2 separate regions of the Gossypium hirsutum genome follow, and region 2 is linked to region 1. The links are chromatin contacts, called in public Hi-C maps. All regions are on one chromosome and are shown on one strand. Each heading gives the region's core, a stretch centred on a gene start, on an enhancer-like site or on the middle of the called end of the contact. The rest is flanking DNA. Distances are from core to core; before and after follow the strand shown.

Evidence for each region. Hi-C and Micro-C count contacts between places; a contact is called where the count stands out from the background.
Region 2: a Hi-C map of leaf shows a contact between it and region 1, with 4 times the contacts expected there. The contact joins the promoter of LOC121215392 here to the promoter of LOC107950400 in region 1. A contact is called at or near these places in 13 of 34 Hi-C or Micro-C datasets (callus, hypocotyl, leaf and 1 more).

Annotation. Positions count from the first base shown.
Region 1 is chrD03:5,914,917-5,918,890 of Gossypium_hirsutum_v2.1, reverse strand. It overlaps LOC107950400 (3-hydroxyacyl-[acyl-carrier-protein] dehydratase FabZ), which reads right to left and starts at 2,315. Exons shown (of 4, transcript XM_016885244.2): 1 at 1,861-2,315; 2 at 1,691-1,751; 3 at 1,461-1,605. The coding sequence starts at 2,068.
Region 2 is chrD03:6,062,496-6,066,274 of Gossypium_hirsutum_v2.1, reverse strand. LOC121215392 reads left to right here and starts at 2,064. Exons shown (of 4, transcript XM_041089848.1): 1 at 2,064-2,584; 2 at 2,724-2,942; 3 at 3,094-3,151. The coding sequence starts at 2,064.

The sequences.
Region 1 (3,974 bases), core at 1,066-3,565:
TCATTCAAGTTAAAGGAGTGGCTCCCAAGCACAGCCAGAATAAAACACTGCATTGAGGGGGATTACCAATCATGTAACTCAAAGTTTGCTCAGACAGAATTCCTATTAGAAGGTGCAAAAAGTATAAAGTTGAAAAAATAATAACACAGTATATCAAAGGATGTAAATGCATAAAAGTACATAGTAGCCAAAGAGCGAGACATTACATGAAGAAACAAGGATCTCAAATGGCATAAAATCCAGCCACAATTTTCAAAACATGTGCAATGAGCTCAATTAAGCTTGATTTTCAACAAGAAAAAAATGCATTGAATAAGAAAAGAATCAAAATATATTGATAGCACTTATTAATGCTAACATATTCCACACAAGTTAATGTCAGCTGCCAATAGCGCCTCAGGGGTGAAAGACTTCACAGCTAATCCCCTAACAAATCTATGTAGTCAAGCCCCTAGTTTTACATCTATGTTGTCTCAAACTGCTACGAAGCCTTCATACAACCATATTTTACCTCAGCACTAAGATTATCTATACCTTACTCTATTTATGTGATTGAAAAATGAGGTATGACCAAAAAAGAAAAAAAAAAGGTGAAAGTTAATATGTGCAGAGCTATGGAGTATTGACCAAAAACCAAACTGGCTAGAATTATACATCTGCGGTTTCATGGATGCAGGTAGCAATAGCAATATCTTTGGTCATAGTTAATAGAGATCTTAATGAGTTAATTTATGGAAACTGAATAATCCAAGAACCTATTTACATAGCAAAAATAGCATCTTTAAGGTCAAAACTTGCTGACATTCAGAATGCAGAATTAGTTATCCAGTGAATAATGTAAAAGAAACTCTCTCTCTCTCTCTCTCTCTCTCTCTATATATATATATATATATATAAGAAAAAGGGAGAGAAACATTGCACATTCCTAAAAATCCAATTATAGAGAAGATGCTAGATTATGTTTTGAGAAACATTAATTGATCAATGAAGCTTTGATTAGTTAAGTAAATTTGGAACAAATGTATAATAATCAAGCTTGAAGTAAAGCAAGGGAATTGAGATCAACTTTTACCAATTAAATAAGCTTAATCGAACAAGCTCAAGCAGTTCAATGTTAATAGAGCTGGAGCTTAAAACTGAAATTCAATCCAAATTGAGCTGAGATTTGAGCCTCGGATTTTAAGTCAAGTGCCAGCTTCTGAGCATAGCTCAGCCCAAGATTTGATTACACACCCTCACCCATATTAATACTGTTGATATTAAAAATTACAACTTCGGTAATCACAAAGCAGGACCAGCCTACCACCTCCTTTGTTAGATTAATAATTAAAAAGTTATCAGATAAAAATTAAACATTCTTTATACCAACAGCCGATACCCAATAAAATGTCAAAATTTAAATCATAAACAAAGTGATTAAATTTCCAATAATTCAGAAAAAAAGAGAGAAAAAAAAATACCTCAACCATGAGAACACCAGGCATTATAGGCCTCTCAGGGAAATGTCCAGGGAAAAAGTTATCATTTATGGTCACATTCTTTATACCAACAGCCGATACACCTGGATTATATTCTATCACTCTATCCACTAACAAGAATGGGAATCTACAAGCCAAATAAAAAAGAACCCAATAAACATATATCAATAACAAGCAAAAGAAAAGCTTAAAAAATAATAAAATTAGTTCACCTGTGTGGTAATATCTCTCTTATTTGATTGATGTCCATCACAGTTGGATAAGCTGGGAACCCTGAAAAATCAAGGGGCAAAAAAACCCCAGTATTTAGAACATACAGATTTCAAAAACTGAAAATTGGGAGTAAAAAAGGGGAAAAAAAAGAAAAAAGAAAAGAGATTACTTGTTTCGATTGGGGTGTCCTTATCTGTGGCGTTGGTTGCATCTAAAGAGCAAAGAAGGGGCGAGTTGGAGCGGCGGGTGAGTTTCAGAGAGAGCGAACGAGATCCGGGGAAAGAAAGAGAAGGTGAAGGAAGAGAGTGGGAGGTCCTTCCGGGTTGACTCAATGAGCCTTGGATGAAAGAAACGAGCGAGTTGGAGGCGAGTGCCATTGGGTTGAGCGATGAATAGAAAGCTGGTAGTAGTGGCGGAGACTTCGAGTTTGAAAGTAAGTGAAACTGTAAAAGGCTTTGGTTAGGCCATGTTGTTTATGCTTGCTTATAGTACCTTATTCAATGGTCGGGGACCAAATAAAATAATAAATAAAATTCATTATAATCATCGCCATTGTAATCATCGTCATCGTTCAAACAAAATTATTTTTCATTTCATAACCATCAAATTACATAGACAGGACCTATGAATACTCAAATTTGTATTTTCTTTTATATATTGGGAGGTGCCTTCTTTTTTTTTTTACTTAAAAATATTAAAAAATAAAATCTTTTTCTACACCAAATTTAGTAGTAAAAAATTATTAAGTTTATCAAACATACACTAACTTTCTTTTTTAACTGGTTAAATAATATTCTAAATTGACTGGTAAGTCCGCATGTGAACCACCCGATTTAAACATATCATTTACTAGACTTTACAAAATATAAGATGATTTAAGGTGCGACACAAAATAAAAAAAAATAAAATGAAAATAACATGAATACATGGAACTCATGTGTAAAAAATTATATAAATTTGCCAATAATCTTTTGGTCTAGTGGTAAGAGCATTTGTATTGTGACACGAGAGTTTAGATTCAATCTCTAACAACCTCATCTCTACTCTCAATTATAAAAACAATTTATATAAATTTAAAATACCTACATAGATATTTTTAAAAAATAATTTATATAAATTGAAGGCATAATGACTTATTTGGCTCTCCAACTTTATCAAAAAATTATTTTAGCCTTCTATTTAATTTTTTTCACATCTTTTAACCCTTGAACTTGTACTGTTTGTCAACTCATCTCAAAATGAATGAAAAAGTTAAAATTTGTTAACTTTGTTGACATTGCATTCATATGGTAATCCACATGTATACCACATTAGCAATTAATTAATTTTTTAAATATTAGAAAATATTTTTATAATTTTAATAATTTTAAATTTTTTTATAGTTTTTTAATTTTTAAAATTAATTAATTATTGACATGACATCCACATGGATATTCACATATATGCCACATCAGCAAAGTTAACAAACGTTAAATTTTCTATCCATTTTGAGGTGATTTGACAAACAACGCAAGTTAAAGAGTTGAGATAAAAAATTAATCAAAAAGCTAAAATTATGTCTAAATTCAAATGTAACGCCCCAAAACCCGACCTAGGAGTTTAGACCGAATTTCGGAGGTCACATTGATCACCAAAGTGATTTGAAACAATTTTACAAAACGAGTTGTTAAAATCCTATTCGAACACAGTTATTAAAATCGAACTAAACCATTTAGCCCTTTTAGGATTTAAAACAGAGAATTCAAGTCACGTTGAATGTGCTCGGAAATAAAGTTCTAAAGTTTCTAGAAATCAAAACAAAACTACTTACGAAAATCCAAAATTAGATTGTACCACAGTCTTTATAGCTGTTTACAGTTCCAAACATTTCACAAATTTAAAAATCTGAAAAGTCCTTTTTATTAGTCCGGCTTAAAACATGTCATTCTGAGACCCCCCGGCATGTCAAGTCCAGCTACAGAAAATGAGAGTACCTGCAAAGGAATAAACTAAGAGGGGTGAGCTACACGAGCTCAGTGTGAGTTCAAAAACGATAGATAAATGAACACCAAAATGTCACAATAAAAAAAATATCTCAATGGCAATCTGATATACGAATAGTCTTCACAAACAAATCAAATGTGTCAGTACTCAAACACCTCGATTTATAAACAGTTAGTCTTGCAATCAAACAGACAGACAGATTGTGGAATGAATGTAACAAGTAATAAAAACCCACCTAACCAGCCAAACACCTCTCTGTCCCCCAATCACACCCCAAAAAGAGCTAATTAAGCTCATCCA
Region 2 (3,779 bases), core at 815-3,314, 150 kb before region 1:
TTTTCTTTTGGCGGCGCTCATCTCCATTTATTTGAAGTGATGTCTTTAACGGAGGCTTCGGGTACAACATCCATGGAATCAGAATTTGCGGGTTTATCTCTTGATGAAGAAGAAAAAGAGATCCTGCAAGCACAAGGTGACTCAGATTTAATTAATAATGAAGAATCTCTTAGTTTGGTTGGTTGTTTTCTTACAGCCAGTATCATCCATTATCCAGCAATGAAAAGCACAATGGCTAATCTTTGGCATCCGGTCAAGGGTGTTCAAATTAGAGATCTGGGAAAAAAGGTACTCGTTTAAGTTTTTCCATGTTATTGACATGGAAAGAGTTATTAAAGGGGCTCCTTGGGCATTCATTAATCATCTACTAATTTTACACAAGTTACAAGGGGGAAGATCCACTAAAAGTTCCTCTAACCTCATCACCTTCTTGGGTTCAAATACATGATGTGCCTATAGGGTTTTATTCTAATAAATTAGCGATGCAGTTAGGGAATTTTATTGGAATTTTTCAAGAATACGATGGATCTAGTTTGGGGAAAGAAAATATGAATTTCATGAGGATAACAGTTCAAGTTGACGTTCGGCACCCTCTCAAAAGGAAAAAGCAGGTTATGTTTAAAAACAAGTGCTCTTATGTTAGATTTAAGTACGAAAGATTGACTCTTTTTTGTTTCTACTGTGGCCGTCTTGGACATAGTGACTCCTTTTGTGAGGAAAAAATGGAGGCAAGGGTTGAAGTTGATGTGATGGGATGGGATTTATCTCTGCGTGCACAATCAAGAAGAGCCCAAGCAATGAGGAGTGTATGGTTACGGGAGGAAGGAGGTTCTGGGGGAGGAATGAGTGGAGGAAATAATGAAAGGGGAAACGTAGGAACTTTTACGGGAAGTGTTGATCCTATCTTAGGTTTTAATCTAGAAGGTAATGGGTTCTCCTCACAAATAGAAAGGGTTAGACCTTTAAATGATTATAGTCAAATGGCTATAGAACAGGAGTTGGAGAATGAGATGATTATTGGAGAAGAGGGAAAAAAGAGAGGGAGAAAGGATATTGAGAATAGTAGGGAGATGGAAGGGAGAGATAGGAAAGTACAAGGATTCAATCATTTATTATCGGCGGCTGTCAAGAGGCAAGCCGACCGATCGCAATGAAAATACTAAGTTGAAATGTCTGAGGTTTGGGGAATCCTGGAACAGTTCATCGACTTCGACACTCGCTGAAGAAACACTATCCCCTAGTGATCTTCTTAATGGAGACAAAAATAAACAAAAAAGAATGAAAAAAATTCGAAGAAGTTGTGGATTTCACTTTGGAATTGATGTGGATTCAATTGGATCTAGAGGAGGACTTTGTTCAGCATGGAGAAAGAACGCTAGTATTGCACTACAGAGTTTTTCAAATAGACATATTGCTGTGATCATTGAGGAAGAATGAGATGGAGAAAAGTGGATATTTACAGGTTTTTATGGTTCCCTTATTCATATGATAGGGAGGAATCATGGAACTTGTTGCGACAATTAAGAAACCAAGGAGATGACCCATGGCTGGTTTGTGGGGATTTTAATGAAATCTTATATAATTTCGAGAAGAAAGGTGGTCTACCTAGAGAAGAAAAAAGAATGGAAGCATTTCAGAAGGCCTTGGAAGACTGTTGTTTAGTGGATTTGGGTTATTCAGGTAGGAGGTTTACGTGGGAGAAGGGAAATTTGCCAGAATCTAATATCCAAGAAAGATTAGACAGAAGAGTGGCAATAGAATGATAGAGTGATTTATTTCCAAATTTTCTTATTCAACACCTCCCTCATTCTTTCTCAGACCATTGTCCACTTCTCATTGATACGGATCAGAGAGTTAGAAGGATAGCATATCAGAGGTTCAGGTTTGAAGCATGGTGGATTTTGGAAGATACTTTCTTGGATGAGACTAAAAGTATTTGAGAAAACTCAACAGGAGACCTTATGCAGAAGCTGGAAAATTTAAAACGAGGGTTACAAAGGTCGAGTGTCCAGTTCCAACAGAATAAAAGGATGACAAACGAGGTCTTATTGTCAAAATTAGAAATGTTGCTTGATGCAGATAGAAGTGAGAACTTGGCAGAGATTATTGACACAAAAATCCATCTGAACTTAGAAATTGAAAAGGATGAAAGCTATTGGGAGCAGAGGGCTAGAATTAATTGGTTAAAAATGGGAGACAGAAATACAAGTTTCTTTCATAAACAAGCATCGCAACGAAGGAGGCAAAACAGAATCCACAAGTTGCAGGGTGAAGATGGCAGGGCAACTGAAGAATGGAAGAATATGGAGGAAATTGCCAGATCGTACTTTTTACGATTGTTTTCAACAGGAGGGCAACATAACTTTGAGAATATCTTGACAGGTATTAGAAGGTGTATTTCTGAGGAAGATAACATTAAACTTAATGCAAGGTTCACAAAAGATGAAATTCGGGAAGCTCTTTCAGGAATGGGGCCTGCAAAAACACCGGGAGAGGATGGTTTCCTAGCCTTATTCTATCAAAAGTGTTGGTCAATTGTTGGGGATGACATCTCCAATTTTTTGTCTCCAAAGATTAAACGAAGGTATAGAGTTCCAATCAATTAATAAAACAAATATTGTGCTCATCCCAAAAATCCAAAATCCCTCGAGCGTTACCCATTTTAGACCTATTAGTTTATGTAATGTGATTTACAAACTGATTGCTAAAGTCATTGCGAATAGGCTACGAGGGTTAATTCATAAATGTATTGATTTAGCTCAGAGTGCTTTTGTTCCAGGAAGGCTGATTTCTGATAATGTGTTACTTGCTTATGAAATTCTGCACACTTTGAAACTGAAGAGATTGGGGAAAAAAGGATTCATGGCTCTTAAACTGGACATGAGTAAGGCATATGATAGGGTTGAATGGGAGTTTGTTAGAGGAGTAATGGAAAAAATGGGGTTTGACCCATGATGGATTGATTTAGTACTGACTTGTGTCTCTTCAGTCTCTTACTCTGAGTTTCAATGGAAATATCGGTCAAACGTTTCTCCCATCGAGAGGTCTTAGGCAAGGGGATCCTCTAAGTTCATTTTTATTCCTTATTTGTAGAGGACTCTCAAGTCTAATGAGGTTAGCACAAGAGGAAAATGTTTTGAAAGGTGTTAAAGTAAGTCGAAGATGGCCGACTATCTCCCATTTATTATTTGCAAATGATTGTATTTTATTTGCTGAAGCTACAGATAGGGGAGCACATTCATTAAAACAGATACTGCAAGAATACGAGACAAGTTCTGGGCCCCGTGTGAATTTTGAAAAATCGACTTTTTTCTTCAGTACTAATACAAAAGAGAGTGAAAGGAGTGTTGTTTCACAGATCCTTGGAGTTAGAAGAGCTAATGATTTTGAGCAATATCTAGGACTTCCTAGTATGGTGGGGAAAAGAAAGAGATTATCTTTTCAAAACTTGAAAGATAGACTCAAGAAAAAATCAACACTTTATTAGATATCTCTCACAAGGAGGAAAGGAAGTGTTTATCAAGGCAGTTCTACAAGCTATCCCAACATACTCGATGGCTTGTTTCCTACTCCCTAAGACGCTCTGTACAGATTTGGATAGAATAATAGCCAACTTCTGGTGGCAAGAGACTTAATAAAAAAGCTATCCACTGGTGCGCTTGGAAGGATTTATTTCTATTAAAAGAAGATGGTGGTCTCGGTTTTCGTGATTTTGCTAAATTTAACGTTGCATTATTAGCGAAGCAGGGATGACGTCTTATTAATTATCTGAATTATTT